Regions from separate parts of the Mus musculus genome. Here all the other regions are linked to region 4. Evidence: chromatin contacts called from public HiCAR-type, HiChIP or PLAC-seq and promoter capture Hi-C data. All regions are on one chromosome and are shown on one strand. Each heading gives the region's core, a stretch centred on a gene start, on an enhancer-like site or on the middle of the called end of the contact. The rest is flanking DNA. Distances are from core to core; before and after follow the strand shown. Region 1 holds the start of Adi1 (acireductone dioxygenase 1). Region 2 holds the start of Trappc12 (trafficking protein particle complex 12). Region 3 overlaps Trappc12 (trafficking protein particle complex 12). Region 4 holds the start of Pxdn (peroxidasin). Region 5 holds the start of Dld (dihydrolipoamide dehydrogenase).

Region 1 (2,700 bases), core at 80-2,579, 1.3 Mb before region 4:
AATCTGCCTGCCTCTGGCTCCCAAGTGCTGGGATTAAAGGTGTGCGCCACCACTGACAAGCACAAAAAATTCTTTAAAGCTATCTGGTCCTCAGTTGTCATACTTTTAAACTACGGTAATTTTTTTCTATCAAAGATGGCTATCCCACCAAGGGCCACTATTCCACAAACCTCCCTATTTGTTAAAATCTTGTGTGGTCCTGTTACCCAACCCTGAGATGACAGCCATTTGTTGTTCTTACTCTTTATAACACCCTTGCCGTTTGCAGTTAACGAATTAGCATCATATTATGAGGTCTAAGTCCCACCAATGGAACTTTCTTTTTTCTTTCTTTCTTTCTTTTTTTTTTTAAGATTTATTTACTTATTATATGTAAGTATACTGTAGCTGTCTTCAGACACCCCAGAAGAGGGCGCCAGATCTCGTTATGGATGGTTGTGAGCCATCATGTGGTTGCTGGGAATTGAACTCAGGACCTTCAGAAGAGCAGTCAGTGCTCTTAACCACTGAGCCATCTCTCCAGCCCCCCCCCCCCCCATGGGACTTTCTTAATCAGATTTTGAAGAAACACCCATCTTTAATCTGTGCTGCACCTTCGGATAGCATGGAGGTTAGTTTCATTTACTTATTTTAGGTTTATTTAGAAGCGTTTTGCCTTGGATATGCAACACGTGTGAACATAGCCACAGAATTCAGAAGAGCGCAGCAGATCCCCCAGAACTGGAGTTATGGGTGGTTGTGAACTACCAAGTGGCTGCAGGGAATTGCATCTGGGTTCTCTGAAAGAGCAACAGATGCCCTTAACTGCTCGAGCCATCTTTTCAGCACCATGACGGGTTTATTTTAACAGTCATGTTAACATAGCTAGAATCACCTAGGAGGTGAGTAGTAATGAGAAACGGTCTAGATCAGGTTGGCCTGTGGCCTGTCTATGGGGGACTATCTAGATTGCATTAATTTAAAAAGAAAGTATAGAAAGGGTCCGAGCACTAGTGAACACACATGCATTCATTTCTCTCTGCTCTTGGCTATGAACTAGCTGCTTCAAGTTCCTCTTCTGACAATTCTGCTGCCCCGAATGATGGAATTTAACCTGGAACTGTGAGCCAAGTAAACCCTTTCTGCCTGAAAGCTGCCTTTGTAAGAATATTTTATCATAGCATTTGCAAGGAAAACAGGGTAGACACATAACTGCCGAGGAGGCTGTGGATATGCCACCACCTTCTCCAGAGGGTGAGACGCCTTTCCTGGTCCTGAATTCTACCTGAGCGGTCACGCCCTCCCGACAACTCCGCCCTACACCCCGCCCACCACCGTTGGGGCTCCTTCAAGCAACGCCCCTTCCAGCCAGTTAGTGGAAGCCGCCGCCGCCACCATGGTGCAGGCCTGGTATATGGACGAGTCCACCGCCGACCCGCGGAAGCCCCACCGCGCACAGCCCGACCGCCCCGTGAGCCTGGAGCAGCTGCGCACGCTCGGAGTGCTCTATTGGAAGGTACGAGTGCAGGCCGGAGCACCACGCGCCTGCGCACGCGCACGCCGTGACGGGGTGGGCCGGGTGGGGGTGGGGATGGGGGCTAGGGTGCTGCGCAAGCTCAGCAAGGCCGCCGTTTCCAGAGATTTCCATAACTGCAGAGAAGGCTTTGGGCTGGTGGCGCCTGCTTTCCTCTTGGTACTCGCGCGCGTTCACAGCTAGTGTTTGCAAACGCACGGCCAGCTGCCAGTCACATGGTAGTGTCACGGGTAACGCAGTTCAAACACAGGAAAGCCGCAGAGAATCTGGGGTTAGTGGAGGGGTAACTGGATCTAGCCTGTGTGCATTGGTATGGTCAAAATGAAGTGCAAACCAACTGGCCTTGGAGCCATGCCTGAGGAACGTTTGATGAGTCCTTTGCAGAGTCATGCCCCTTAAAAACCATGAAGGCCTGCTCACCACATGCTGTGCTCACAGCTGAAGCAGCGTCCACAGGTCGGGTGGCCACGTTAAGGTGGGAACGACGCTCAAATCCATGTCTGCAAGTAATAGGAGGATATTTTTGGGATAGGAAGCGGGGGAAATAGGTGATTGGAGAAGAATCTGGGTTGTGCACATATGAAATCAAGGCTTTGCATGGGACGGACTTGGTGATGCAATTTTGTCCTGGATCAGCAAGCATGGCTTCAGGGTTGTGGGGTTGGGGTCAGCAAGGCCTCTGGCATTCCTGTTGAGTTAGTCTTTGCTCCCACGGCAGAAGTTGCTAGGGAAAGGGGACAGAGCAGGGTGACAGAAAGGCCCCTTATGACTACAACGTTGGAGTGAAAGAGCTTTTGGAATACTGCCTTCGTCCCTTCCTTCGATCATCACGGATACCTTAGATTAGGAGTCACACTCAGGACTTTGTATCTACACCAGATCTGTAAACAACAGGAACTGGCTGCCCAGTAGAGACTGGAACCCGATTAGGTGCTTTGGGTGTCTGGTGAAGGCCCCCTCATAGCTGACTTCTATGAAACCTTAAACAGCTCCTCAGGGCAGTAGAGCCACTCATCTCAATCAGGAGCAGCTGTGACCCCACCGGGAGCCAGGAGGCCCACCTCTTACGTCATCCTGTGGGTGAAGTTTCCACATTAGGAAGGGGCGCATTCAGCCAGTTCCAGGGGGTCTCATGTTCTCTCCTGGCCTTTGTGGACACCAGACACTAGAGTGGTGCCCAGACATAC
Region 2 (2,700 bases), core at 44-2,543, 1.2 Mb before region 4:
TGTATAGCCTGTCCTGGAACTCTCTCTGTAGATCAGGCTGGCCTTGAACTCAGAAAACTGCTTGCCTTTGACTCCCAATTGCTGGGATTAAAGGCATGCACCAACACTGCCCGACCACTTATTTGTTTTTAAAGAGAGAGTTTCTCCAAGTAGCCCTGGCTGTCCTGGAACTCACTCTGTAGATCAGGCTACCCTCGAACTCAGAGATCAGTCTGCCTGTGCCTCCTGAGCGCTCAGAGAAAAGGACCACCACTGCCAAGAGCAATCACAGACCTGCAGTTCCTTCCTGCAACAGCATACACACACTCCGATTTCACCACACACTGGCTGGCTGATACTTTTTTTTTTTTAACATTTATTTAGCTTTTTAATATGTGTGAGAGTTTGTTTTTATAAATCAAGGTCGTAGGTAACCTAAGCTGGCCTTAAATTTGTTATATAGCCTAAGACGACTTTGAACTCCTGAACATCCTGCCTCTACTTCTCAAATGATACAGGCTCAGCACCAACACCTCGTCTTACTGTATTTATTCATTTGTCTATTTATGGTCAGAAGACAATCATGTGGAAGAACAACTCTTCTTCCATCGTGTGGGTCCTGTGGATGCAGCTCAGATTATCAGGAATGGTGACAGACACTGAGCCATCCTGTCAACCCTTGTTTTAGTTTTTAGACTCTATTCATTCTTTCTTTCTTTTGAGGGGGTTGGGGTGTCTCCCTATTTAGCCCAGACTGACCTCAAACTTAAAATATTCCACATCACAATCTCCCGAATGCTTACAGGAAGGAATCACTTTTCCCACACAACACTACTCATTCGTCAGTGGTCAGGTTATGTCTATGGCACCCCATCCTCTATCTCTTAACCCCGACTCTGGCTTACTGCAGTGCTTCATTTATTGTGGGGCTATGACACACCGAGGTCGACAGGAGCAAAAGTTGGGGCAAACCAAAAACATAGCTCGAACACTGGTGATGTAACACGGGCACCTTCTAAGCATGCTAACGAACCCGCACTTTATACACATAAAACCGAGGTCAGGAGGGTGTGTACCTTGTCCAAAACCACAGGGAGCACACAGAATTGGCTAAAGCCCGAAGGAGCCAGCCCCTCGTGGGGCTACTCTGCGTGGCCGAGAGCGGTTGATTACGCGAGGACGCCGCCCTCTGTGGGAAGGTCAAGGGTACCGGCGACCCTCCTCACTGCGACCCGCTCCTCACCTGCCACCCGCCCCTGAGGTCGGGTCACCCACAGGCGAAAAGGGTCCGAAGAGATGACGGAAGACCGGAAGTAAACTCAAGATCCAAGGTCCCGCGCGTTTGTGCGTCTGCGTGTGCTGGCCGCGGAGACCCGACTTCCGCACATGCTCAGTTTGGGAGCCGCTAAGCTCTCCACTGGAAGCCGGGCGCATATCCGGCTCAAGAGCTGTGGGCGGGGCCTAAGGCCAAACTGGGTAGGGGACAAGGATGGTCCTGGAGATTGAAGAAAATCGTCTGTCCTTGGGCCTGTCACCAACCAAGGATGTTTTTTCCTAGGATTTTATCTTTGTGCTAGTTGATTCTCCACGTTTCCCCCCTTGTGTCTGTGGCAGTGTGTGCTAACATCCGTAAAGTTGCGGGGAGGAATTAAGGAGTCAAGAGTCAGCCTTGCTTGCTGAACTCATGGTTGGTTGAGAATCGTCCTCAAGTCAAGAACCTTGCTTTCTTGATTTTCTGTGTCACATTTCTATGACAACGTAAAAACACAGCTCTCATCTCAAAGGGAAGAAGAATTTATTCTGTGAGTGACTATAGCTTGGGAACATAGATTCAGGTCACCGTAGATTCTGCCCTACATGATAACAATTTGATGAAGTTTTACAGTAACAACCAAAAATACCTACTTCTTAAGCACACTTCGGAAGCAGTGGGTAGGTGGGTAGGTCTCAGGTGCTATCTCATGACTTTCATAGCTTTGGGATCGGTGGAAGCTAGTTGCCAGAGGTTTTATCAGAAAGTCAAGGTAAGACAAAGGTGGGCAATGGATGACTACTAAGGGGGCTAATGGTAGCATCACAGAAACTGCTGTCATGAAGGTCAGTCAAGAGATAATGGCAAAGTCAAAACACAGAAGAAACGCGTGTGGAGATCCAGAACTTCATAGAACCAAGACAGTTCATTTCCTATGGTGCATTCTTGCAGTATTTTCCATGCCAGGTCCTAGAGCCTTCTGTCTCTGAGAGCTCTGGACAGTTTAGATCGTGGGCTTAGTTGTGTCTCTGTGCAGGACTGGGTGGTTACGTGAAGTGCACACCGCTCGCTGTATGTCACTGCCCACTTACACCATCACCACAGTCTTGACTCAAGCTTGCAGCATCTTATCTTTAAATGGACATCTAAGAGCCTGCTTCTGAGGCTGGATCGAAGGTCCTGGCAGTGGGTTGGGCAGTGCTCTGGTGCTCAGGACCACGGTTTAGGAGTAAAGCTCTGCCAACCATAATGCCAAGTTAACTGTTCTCTTTAGGGCTCAGATCTTTGGAACTTGAGGGAGCAGCGCAGGATAAGAGCGCCGCCCTGATGGACGTCCATTCCCGCTGCTTTTGCTCCGGGCCCGGCCTTCCAACCCAGGATCTCCTGTAGCTGCTGGGTCTCATGAAAGGCCAAATGAGCATGCGCAGAATAAAGGCCCAGCTGCCATTGGCCACCGGGGAGGAGCGTAT
Region 3 (2,700 bases), core at 106-2,605, 1.2 Mb before region 4:
TACACTGACCTGCCCTTGAATAGAAATACAAACACTCATATGTGGGCAAAAGCATTCTTGCCTGACTTGCACCTAAAAACTGCATTGGCTGAGAGACTGCTAAATTGTATTAATGGCTGTTCTGTTGCCAACAAAGGCTTTATGTAGTGTTTTCCAAGCAAAGAGGAGGCACCCTGTGTGTGGCAGGCTCTTCCCCACAAAAGAGAAGCCACAATAGTCAATGCTGTGTGGGAGGTATAAGGACGTGAAGCTGAAAACTGTCCAGGTATCTTATGGCTACTGTGAAACCTCAGGATATCACATTTATGAACGAAGGGCTTTGTCTTGCAAGCGGGTGTTCCTGGAAATATATAGTGGGACTCTCAGAACTAGAACATATGAGCAAATTTCTTATCATTAAAAGGCTGATTAATTAGGTCATTGTTAGCTGGCACACAGGCCCCAGCTATGCAGCCCAGCTACTGTGGCAATACTTGTCGTGTCCACTAGATGGCAGCAGACTGCATGTGCTCACATCCACTTTCCTTACAGCATTTCTTTAACTCATGAAAATCAAGATTAAATCAAACTTTTAATTTAAATTACATCCATGGAGAAAGTATTTTTGAGACATGATAATCCGTCCCGTTCAGAACCTTGGGTGACAGGATGTCACAGGCAGACGTTTGGTGCCTGTGCCTACATTGCTGGCGGTGTCACTACTGCAGTAAAACAAAGGAAAGCGTTTTTTGTTACACTATTTTCTAACAGAGTCTCTCAGAAAGGCAAGCTGAGTGCACTGCAGCTGAGCAGCGACTTCCTCCCTGAGCATCTTCAGCCTGTGGCTGGGCACCACCAGTGCTGCAAGCCTAAGAAGGCAACCAAGGCTCAGAGACTTCAGGAGACTGGAGGCTCCCGGTGCCTTCTCAGGCTGCTACAGGCCACAGCAGTGAGGAGAGGCAGGCCTCACAGGGGGCGGTGGGACAGAAGGAAGCAGGCCCCTCCTTGGCTGAGGGCTGCAGCCCATGGGGAGGTGGGGGAGGCTCTGCAATGATGTCACCAGGGAGGTGGATGTGGGAAGATACCAGGAACAAAGTGGCCCTGTGGCAACAGACCATGTGCAAATATCTCACACAGAACTTCTAAAAGCTGTAATGTGTTCAAGAGTCGGAAAGAGCTGTGAGGACAGCTGGAGAGGTTTTAGGAAACCCATTCTTCTGTGTCAAGGTCACCTACTACAAGAGCCTGTCTACACCCAATGTCACACGTCACCTGTCTGCAGAGGTGCAGAGGAAACACACTGTCCTATGGCTGGGCTGTGGTCACAGACTTTCCTGCCAGGTCCAAGGAGCTGGCCACGTGGAGGGCTGCCAGTCGCTCTAAAGCGAGGAGCACGCTCTTCCCCTTGGTAACCTGCCCGCTGGCGGCCGCTCAGTCAGAGCAGGACGACCTTGGCTGAGGATGAGCTGATGAGCCGTCTCACCACAGCTCGGAAGGTGTTAACAGCGCTGCTCTGGGCGTCTGCTGCTGACAGATTCCGTGGCGGCTTCAGTGCCTGCCTGCAGCTGGCAGCAAGGCCGCCAGCTCTGTGGCAGGCCACCCGTGCCCAGGGCGGGAGGCAAGCCAGGCATGGGATGTATTTGAAATGAGAGAGAAGCTGAAAACCCGCTGGCAGGGCCCACGTGGAGAATGGACTGGAAATTCAGTGACTGACAGCCCGGCAGAGCTCCCCGAGTCACACTGGCTCCTCAGGTGCACAGCTCGGGGTGAGGTCCTCACAAGAGGGTCTGGTGGGAAAGACTGCCTTCAGATGTCAAATCCATCAATCATTAAAAAATGACCCTCACAGTAAAACAATCAGAACAAAGGTGAGATTTTCTGGATGGAGTTCAGAGGAAAACGCCCATTTTCGGGCGGAGTGAGCAGTTTTAATTAGACTGTTTAGACCTAGGCCCGTGCAATTAAATTCAGCAATATAAACTGTTTTCTGTGGAAATTTTACAACGACAAGTTAGGCCCCCAAGTGTGAGTGAACTCTACTGAGCAATCTAGGCCACACTGAAGACTGCTGAGGCCCACGGCTCACTTCCTTGTCAGGCCTATTGGAACACGCAGCACTTCCTTGCAGCCTCTAGCTGACACTGTCTGCTAGAACAAGGTGCTCTACAGCTCAGCCGCCCACATACCTTCATCAGGAGCAGACAGTTTGCCATGGAGTACAGCACACGGCCCAGACGAGACCTCCACAGCTGAACAGAGGCTGCGGGAGAGAGAGGCGTGAGTGTGCACAAGCAAGTGTGCTCCTGCGAGCTGGCAACTGCTACACTCTGGGTGCTGACACAAAGCCCCCCGCCTCCCCGCCTAACCTTACCAGGCCTCCCCAAGAACCGGAGACAGAGGACAGTGTTCTCAGTGGGATGCCCAGAGTGGGCTCCCATAAGAGACCATCTGCACAGATGCAGCAAGAAATATAGCCCAGCTCAAGCAGTCATCAGGAGCTCACTTCTAAGCCACAATCCTAAACCTGTGAACACGTCTGATGCAGAGACAGCATCTGCTGCCCAGGGCAGAAGCTGACCCATGCACATCGCCTGCTCGTGTCCAGCGGCTGCGGAGAACCCCGGGCCTGGTGGCAGTTTTAGTCCCTACAACCTGGAACTGACCACTTCCCTAGGCCTTTAGTTTCAGATTGGAACAACGCTGGTCTGCCTTTTTCACAGG
Region 4 (2,700 bases), core at 79-2,578:
CCTCCAGTTCCCCCACCGTACAGCCTGGCACAGTGCATCGGAAGTCTCCTGACAGTGCCTGAGTGTGACCCCATCCCTGGGCAGTACCCTGATGCCCAAGTCAGAGTGGAAACACAGTAGTTTGCAGGTCAAGATACATCTGGTGTCTTGTTTTTTTTTTTTTTCAATAAAGTAACAAAACACGGAGGGAAAACTTAAGAGAGAAAGATCTGTGTTGGCTCAGAGTTTCAGAGATTTCAGTCTGCCTGTCCAGAAAGGCCTGGCAGAACTGGGTAACTCCCTTTACATAGCCAGAAATCACAGAAGGAACACCTGGGCTGTTGGACTTTCCTCTCCATCTATCCTATTACACTGCCAACCTATGGGTGTCATTCTGGTTCTTAGTAGGTCTTCTCCTTTTAGGTAACTTTCTATAAATTCCCCCAGAGTTGAGTTTTATACTCTCCTAGGTGCTCAGTCCAATCAAGTTGAGAATCAGGATCAACTGTCACACCTGGGCTCCAGTTCCAAACCTCACATTTAAGACCTCTGCTCCCTTGGTTGTATTGCCTAACCTGGCCTTCCTGGCTGAAGAATGGAGAGACTGGAACCCCAGGGAGAATCAGAGAACTGTATAAAGTGTCAGCATTCAATCTTGCAGAGTACACTCTGATGTTAACCTCAGGGCTTCCCTTGTCTTAACGCTGTCCACGCAAAAGCCATCCCATCTTCCCCACAAGGGTTCCTCATTGGCGGTGAATGTTGGAGACCTCAGGAATCTCTCGCTAGGGAGCTTCTATTTCTGCAGCACAGCCTTCCCACAAGCTGTGCACTGGGGGGTGGGGAGGTTGCTGTGCCTCAGTTTCTCAAGTAGGAACGAGGAAAACTAGAGATAGATGTTTTGTGTGGGAACAGTGGTGGGCACGGAGGCAAAAGAGGCAGTGCCGCGAAAGCTCACTTCCTAGAACACAACAAAATTTGTAAGTATTCAAAAAAGGTATTACTAGCAACAAAACCCTTGGATACAGGGAGAAAGGATGATAAAGGGATGTGGGGTAACTTTGTTGTGGTACTGCAGTTTTAAAAGCAGAATCAGGGATCCAATCTCTGTCCCAAGCGACACCTCTGCACCTCTAGGAGCCCCCCACAGTGGAGTCTGTGTGCACTGGTCCTGCAGTCCAAGGAGGCCCTGCTGCACCTCCGAGAAGGGTCGCTAGGTTCAGACACCAAGGCCCTGGTGATTGCCCAGCCCCCGCCCTCTGCGAAGCTAAGAGGGGGCGGAGCCACGCGCATGTGCACAGCTGGCGCCCCCCTCCCCGCCCCCCGCGCACAGCTGGGACGTGGGCCGGGGACCGGAGGGCTCAGTTGGGAGCCGGCGGTGGACGCGCCCGCCGAGGCCTCCTCCGCTGCTGTTCACGCGTGCCAGCTCCTGTCCGCGCCATCTGCCATGGCCGTGCGCCCCACGCGCCGCTGCCTGCTGGCGCTCCTGCTGTGCTTTGCCTGGTGGGCCATGGCGGTGGTCGCCTCGAAGCAAGGGGCAGGCTGTCCAAGCCGCTGCCTGTGTTTCCGTACCACCGTGCGCTGCATGCATCTGTTGCTGGAGGCCGTGCCCGCCGTGGCGCCGCAGACCTCCATCCTGTGAGTGCGGCCCGGAGGGCGCTGGGGTCTGCGGGACGTGCGATTCAGGGGGATCGAGGGGCGTGGGTATCTTGGGGGGCAGGGGTACTGGTTTGGAGAGGTGGGCTACCCCGGCGTCCGGCGCAGGGTGTGCTGGGCCTTTTGTCCGTCCTGGCTAGGACGCCAGGGGCGGACCTGAGCGCTTAGCGCGCGGCCTGGGGAGCCGCCTTTGTTCAAACTCGGAATCTCCCGCTGGACCGGGAAGTAGTAGGGAGTCGCCAGGGAAAGCCCCGCGCGTCTCTCGAGCCCTCCCCGCCTGGCCTTCCCTCCGGTGTCTTCTCAACTTTCTCTCCACTCGGGGTTCCTCTCCCTCTCTCTTCTCTAAAGCGCAGGCCTGGGGTTGGGTCGTCCCTCCTCCGACCCCTTCTTTCTCCATCAGTGTACCTGCCCCCCTTTCTCCTCCTTCTGGAAGGATGCCCACCCCACATCACCCTGCGCCAAGGAAACCTCTTGCAGATTCTGGGTCCCGCGGCGCCACAGCGCCAAGTGTACTCCCATCGGCTTCTGCGCTGGAGCCTTCAAGTTCGCTGGGTGTCCTGAGGACTCTGTTGGGCGCAGCCCTTGTAAGGAGCTTTTTCTTTGCTTGGAAGAAGCTTGGCGTTCCAGGTGCCATGGAGGGCCCACCATCGTGCGGGTGGCCAAGTTCTGAGCAGCTCTGGGACTCTCCTCTTGCTGTTTCTACTCAGTTGGTCAGTTTCGCAGACGTCCTCCACTTCCTGGCTTTTTCACCTGGAGTTGTGCTTTGCGCCTTCACCGAAAGCCCCCAGATCTGAAGGAATCCCAGTGCTGCAGAGTTGGCTGCAGGCCTCTGTGTGTTCTGAGATTTGGTTCTGTGAAGGAAGGCATGCGTTTAGGGGCCAACTGTAATTCAGGGTCCTGCAGCTGCACTTCTGCATTCCAAAAAGAGTTTTCACTTTTTTGTGGCTGGGCTGGAGGACTTTGGCATCTCTGAGGATGCCTGCGAAAGTTATAAAAATCTGAGGGAACTATTCAAGGAGTGGGCGGTCGGTCAGGGCTCTCACTTCTAAAAGTGCATGGGTGTCC
Region 5 (2,700 bases), core at 125-2,624, 1.4 Mb after region 4:
ATCTAATAAAAATATATTTAATGGCTTACAGTTTTATTAAAACTTCAGAAAGCATTGTTAATTTTATTGCCAAGGATCAGTTTAGTATTCTAATTAAAATCCCAAAACTTTGAATTCAGGTATTTAAGTATTTCAATGATATTCATTTCATCTGTCATTCTGCTTCCTAACAAATCTACTTAACAGTCTGTAATCACTTATAAGATCTATAAAGATGTTCTTAAGCCACCAACTGGACTAGGAAAATGTACCAACAACGGAGTGGCCTCACATTCTGGAAGTCCCACAAATTGCATCATAATCTCACACTCTCTAAGCAGTGTGACTACCATTTCCTAAGGCCAGGGCCACATAAAGAAAGCACACTTCCAGCTCCTATCACAGCGAGTAAGCAATGGACAGCAGCGACAATATACTCTGATGCAGCAAGGTTTTTTACTTGAAGACAACTTCTGCACCTGAGATCAAGATATGCCAACCAAAGAGGAACAAAGAACTGTCTGTACTGAGAGACGCGGCTCACCTTCTCCCTAAAACAGTGACATTTTGCGTGTTACATTAACTTTTAAAGACACAGACGGCTCAGCCGTGAAGAGTCTCATTTCTGTATTGTCCCTAAAGTTATCCTGCTACCCTGCCACTAGGCCTCATACATTCAATTTGGCAGCTGTCAATTGGCAGGTGAAATGGGAAAGTTGTTTGGACGACAAACCGCTGCAATTAAAACTATAAGCCCCAGGGCCTGACTGATGGCAGGGTGCACTAGTTTAGAGACGTGAATGAAAACAGATCCTTGGAGGAGGAACTCGCGGGACGGTGTGTTGGAGCTGACCACGTCTGGGCCAGTCGGGCCTCAAGGTTACTTCCCCGCCGTAGGAGAGTAGGCCACCCCCCGGGTCATTAGGATGAGGCGAAAGGTAGGAAGGGGCAGGCCGCGCGTGGCAAGGGTCATTTACTCCTCCCCGAAACTGGGGGAGGGCCCAGGCCCCTGGACCAGCGTCCGGGTCGTGTGGGGCTGCGGGCAGTCATTCCGCAGCAGGGCCCTCCCGAGCCCGGGCTCGCGCTCCCCGCTGCCTCGGGAGGCCGCACCGAGCCGGCATAGAGGCGGGGCCGCGGCGGTTCCCGGCGGCAGGCCGCGTCCGGGCCCACAGCGGGCGTCTAAGTGCCTGTGGTCCAGCATCATCCCCTCGCGGGCCGCCCTCACCTTGGCCAAGGAGCGGTACACACGACTCCAGCTCTGCATCGTCCCTCGGTCCCGTCCCTCCAACCAGGGGTTTTCACCTCCGCTGAACGCCTGGTAAGACTTATCCAAGGTCTCCCCACCCTGCGCCTGCGCAACATATACGTCATCGCCGAGGAGCAGCGCGATTGGCCCGAAAGGCAGAGGCTTTCCGGTCGCTTCGTCGTGCGCTGTCGTGAAGGGCGCTGCGCTTTGTGGCAGCTGGGGAATTGGAGAACTGTTGCTCAAATGACTGGAGTAGAGTTGCAAATTATCCTTGAAAGACGAACTAGATAAATAAAAATGTTGTTTCTTCAGTAAAGCCCACAGAAAGTAAAGTTTAAATAGGAAAGGAAGAAAAGTTTGACAACTTGACAAGCTTATGGTTGTGCTAGATATTCGTGGGCAGTAGGCTTTATCTAGCTTTACAAAAACCGTATGAACTGTTTGCATTTTCTGGATGGAGCCCTGAGAGGTTAAAGAAAGCAAAGGAGAGGTAACTGCAGCTCTACGAACAAAGGCTTTGATTTTAACGGCTGGTTTACAATCTCTGTTCTCGAAGGCAATGGAAAGGATAGGCTTGAACCTTTCTTCACCAACATCCTGTTCTGAAAACTGCGCTAACAAAAAGTATAGAAAACAAGCTCCCTTCTATTTTTGTATTTTGAAAGCACGCCTCCCTTGTAGAAGAAACTAGAAGGGTTGGGATGGTGGGTGAGGTGTTAGGTTTTCATTGAGAGTGCACCTAAAAGATTGCTAACTGTTGTCTATAAGATTGAGCACAGAGCCTGGCGTGGTGGGCTACGCCTTTAATCCCAGCACTCGGGAGGCAGAGGCAGGCAGATTTCTCAGTTCGAGGCCAGGCCAGCCTGGTCTACAGAGTGAGTTCCAGGACAGCCAGAGCTCCCTATCTCGAAAAACAAAAACAAAAACAAAAAAAAAAAAAAAATTGAGCACAGAGATTTAAGGTCTGATACCACTTTGTAATAACAGTCTCTAGTTTAAACCTTAACTCTATACTTCTCAAAAGTTTACAGCCCAGGCACTGTACTGAACTCCATAGAGTTAGGGATTAGATGAATATTACTTCTTACCTATCTATGCCCATTTAGAAGGAAAAAGACATGAATAAATGATTTTTTAATGTTATGACGAAAGCTAGCTGTTACCAAATATTAATCACCACCACAACCCCTTTTTGGTTTCTTGAGAGAGTGTCTCATGTGTCCCAGACTGGCTTCAAACTCAATATAGAGCTTAGAATGACCTTGAATTTATAGTCCTCTTGCCTTCATCTCCTGAGTGCTGGGATTACAGGTGCCCACCACCATGTGTTGCTGATTGCTGGGAACGGAACCCAGAGCTTCTAGTATACCAGGCAAGCATTCTTCACCTGAGTTACATCTTAAGCCCTTGTTTTCCCCTTTCATAAGATAAGAGATTGTTCAGCTGGACAGATGGGTATTCAGAATAGCATTGTC

Evidence for each region. Promoter capture Hi-C pulls out the DNA fragments that hold promoters and counts their contacts. HiCAR-type assays count read pairs that join an accessible place to other places. HiChIP or PLAC-seq counts read pairs in DNA pulled down with a chosen protein or histone mark.
Region 1: a HiCAR-type map of astrocytes shows a contact between it and region 4, with 4 times the contacts expected there. The contact joins the promoter of Adi1 here to the promoter of Pxdn in region 4. A contact is called at or near these places in 2 of 39 promoter capture datasets (cranial neural crest and embryonic stem cells), 3 of 115 datasets of contacts at active chromatin or transcription factors (astrocytes, embryonic forebrain and embryonic stem cells) and 1 of 9 other capture datasets (adipose tissue).
Region 2: a contact with region 4 is called in an H3K27ac HiChIP or PLAC-seq map of extraembryonic endoderm stem cells, with 12 times the contacts expected there. The contact joins the promoter of Trappc12 here to the promoter of Pxdn in region 4. A contact is called at or near these places in 5 of 39 promoter capture datasets (the 3T3-L1 cell line, the C10 cell line, cranial neural crest and 1 more) and 5 of 115 datasets of contacts at active chromatin or transcription factors (astrocytes, embryonic forebrain, extraembryonic endoderm stem cells and 2 more).
Region 3: a promoter capture Hi-C map of embryonic stem cells shows a contact between it and region 4, with 5 times the contacts expected there. The contact joins the enhancer-like site here to the promoter of Pxdn in region 4. A contact is called at or near these places in 4 of 39 promoter capture datasets (the 3T3-L1 cell line, embryonic stem cells and trophoblast stem cells) and 2 of 115 datasets of contacts at active chromatin or transcription factors (astrocytes and embryonic forebrain).
Region 5: a promoter capture Hi-C map of liver shows a contact between it and region 4, with 3 times the contacts expected there. The contact joins the promoter of Dld here to the promoter of Pxdn in region 4. A contact is called at or near these places in 3 of 39 promoter capture datasets (cranial neural crest, hippocampal neurons and liver).

What each region holds. Positions count from the first base shown.
Region 1 is chr12:28,673,878-28,676,577 of GRCm38.p6, forward strand. Adi1 (acireductone dioxygenase 1) reads left to right here and starts at 1,330. Exons shown (of 4, transcript NM_134052.2): 1 at 1,330-1,495. The coding sequence starts at 1,376.
Region 2 is chr12:28,749,107-28,751,806 of GRCm38.p6, forward strand. Trappc12 (trafficking protein particle complex 12) reads right to left here and starts at 1,294. Exons shown (of 12, transcript NM_178811.5): 1 at 1,056-1,294. It also overlaps a transcript of Eipr1 not described here.
Region 3 is chr12:28,699,371-28,702,070 of GRCm38.p6, forward strand. Trappc12 (trafficking protein particle complex 12) reads right to left here. Exons shown (of 12, transcript NM_178811.5): 8 at 2,166-2,239. Among named protein-coding and RNA genes, the nearest start is that of Mir6937, 21 kb to the left of the region's middle. Within about 2 kb of position 1,356, at least 94 of the 459 cell types and tissues checked have an H3K27ac peak or open chromatin away from gene starts, as enhancers often do. A contact at or near this core is called in embryonic forebrain and embryonic stem cells, where this site is marked.
Region 4 is chr12:29,936,708-29,939,407 of GRCm38.p6, forward strand. It overlaps Pxdn (peroxidasin), which reads left to right and starts at 1,329. Exons shown (of 23, transcript NM_181395.2): 1 at 1,329-1,617. The coding sequence starts at 1,427. It overlaps Gm31939 (a long non-coding RNA gene), which reads right to left and starts at 1,280. Exons shown (of 4, transcript XR_001780596.2): 1 at 1-1,280.
Region 5 is chr12:31,350,097-31,352,796 of GRCm38.p6, forward strand. It overlaps Dld (dihydrolipoamide dehydrogenase), which reads right to left and starts at 1,375. Exons shown (of 14, transcript NM_007861.5): 1 at 1,205-1,375. The coding sequence starts at 1,243.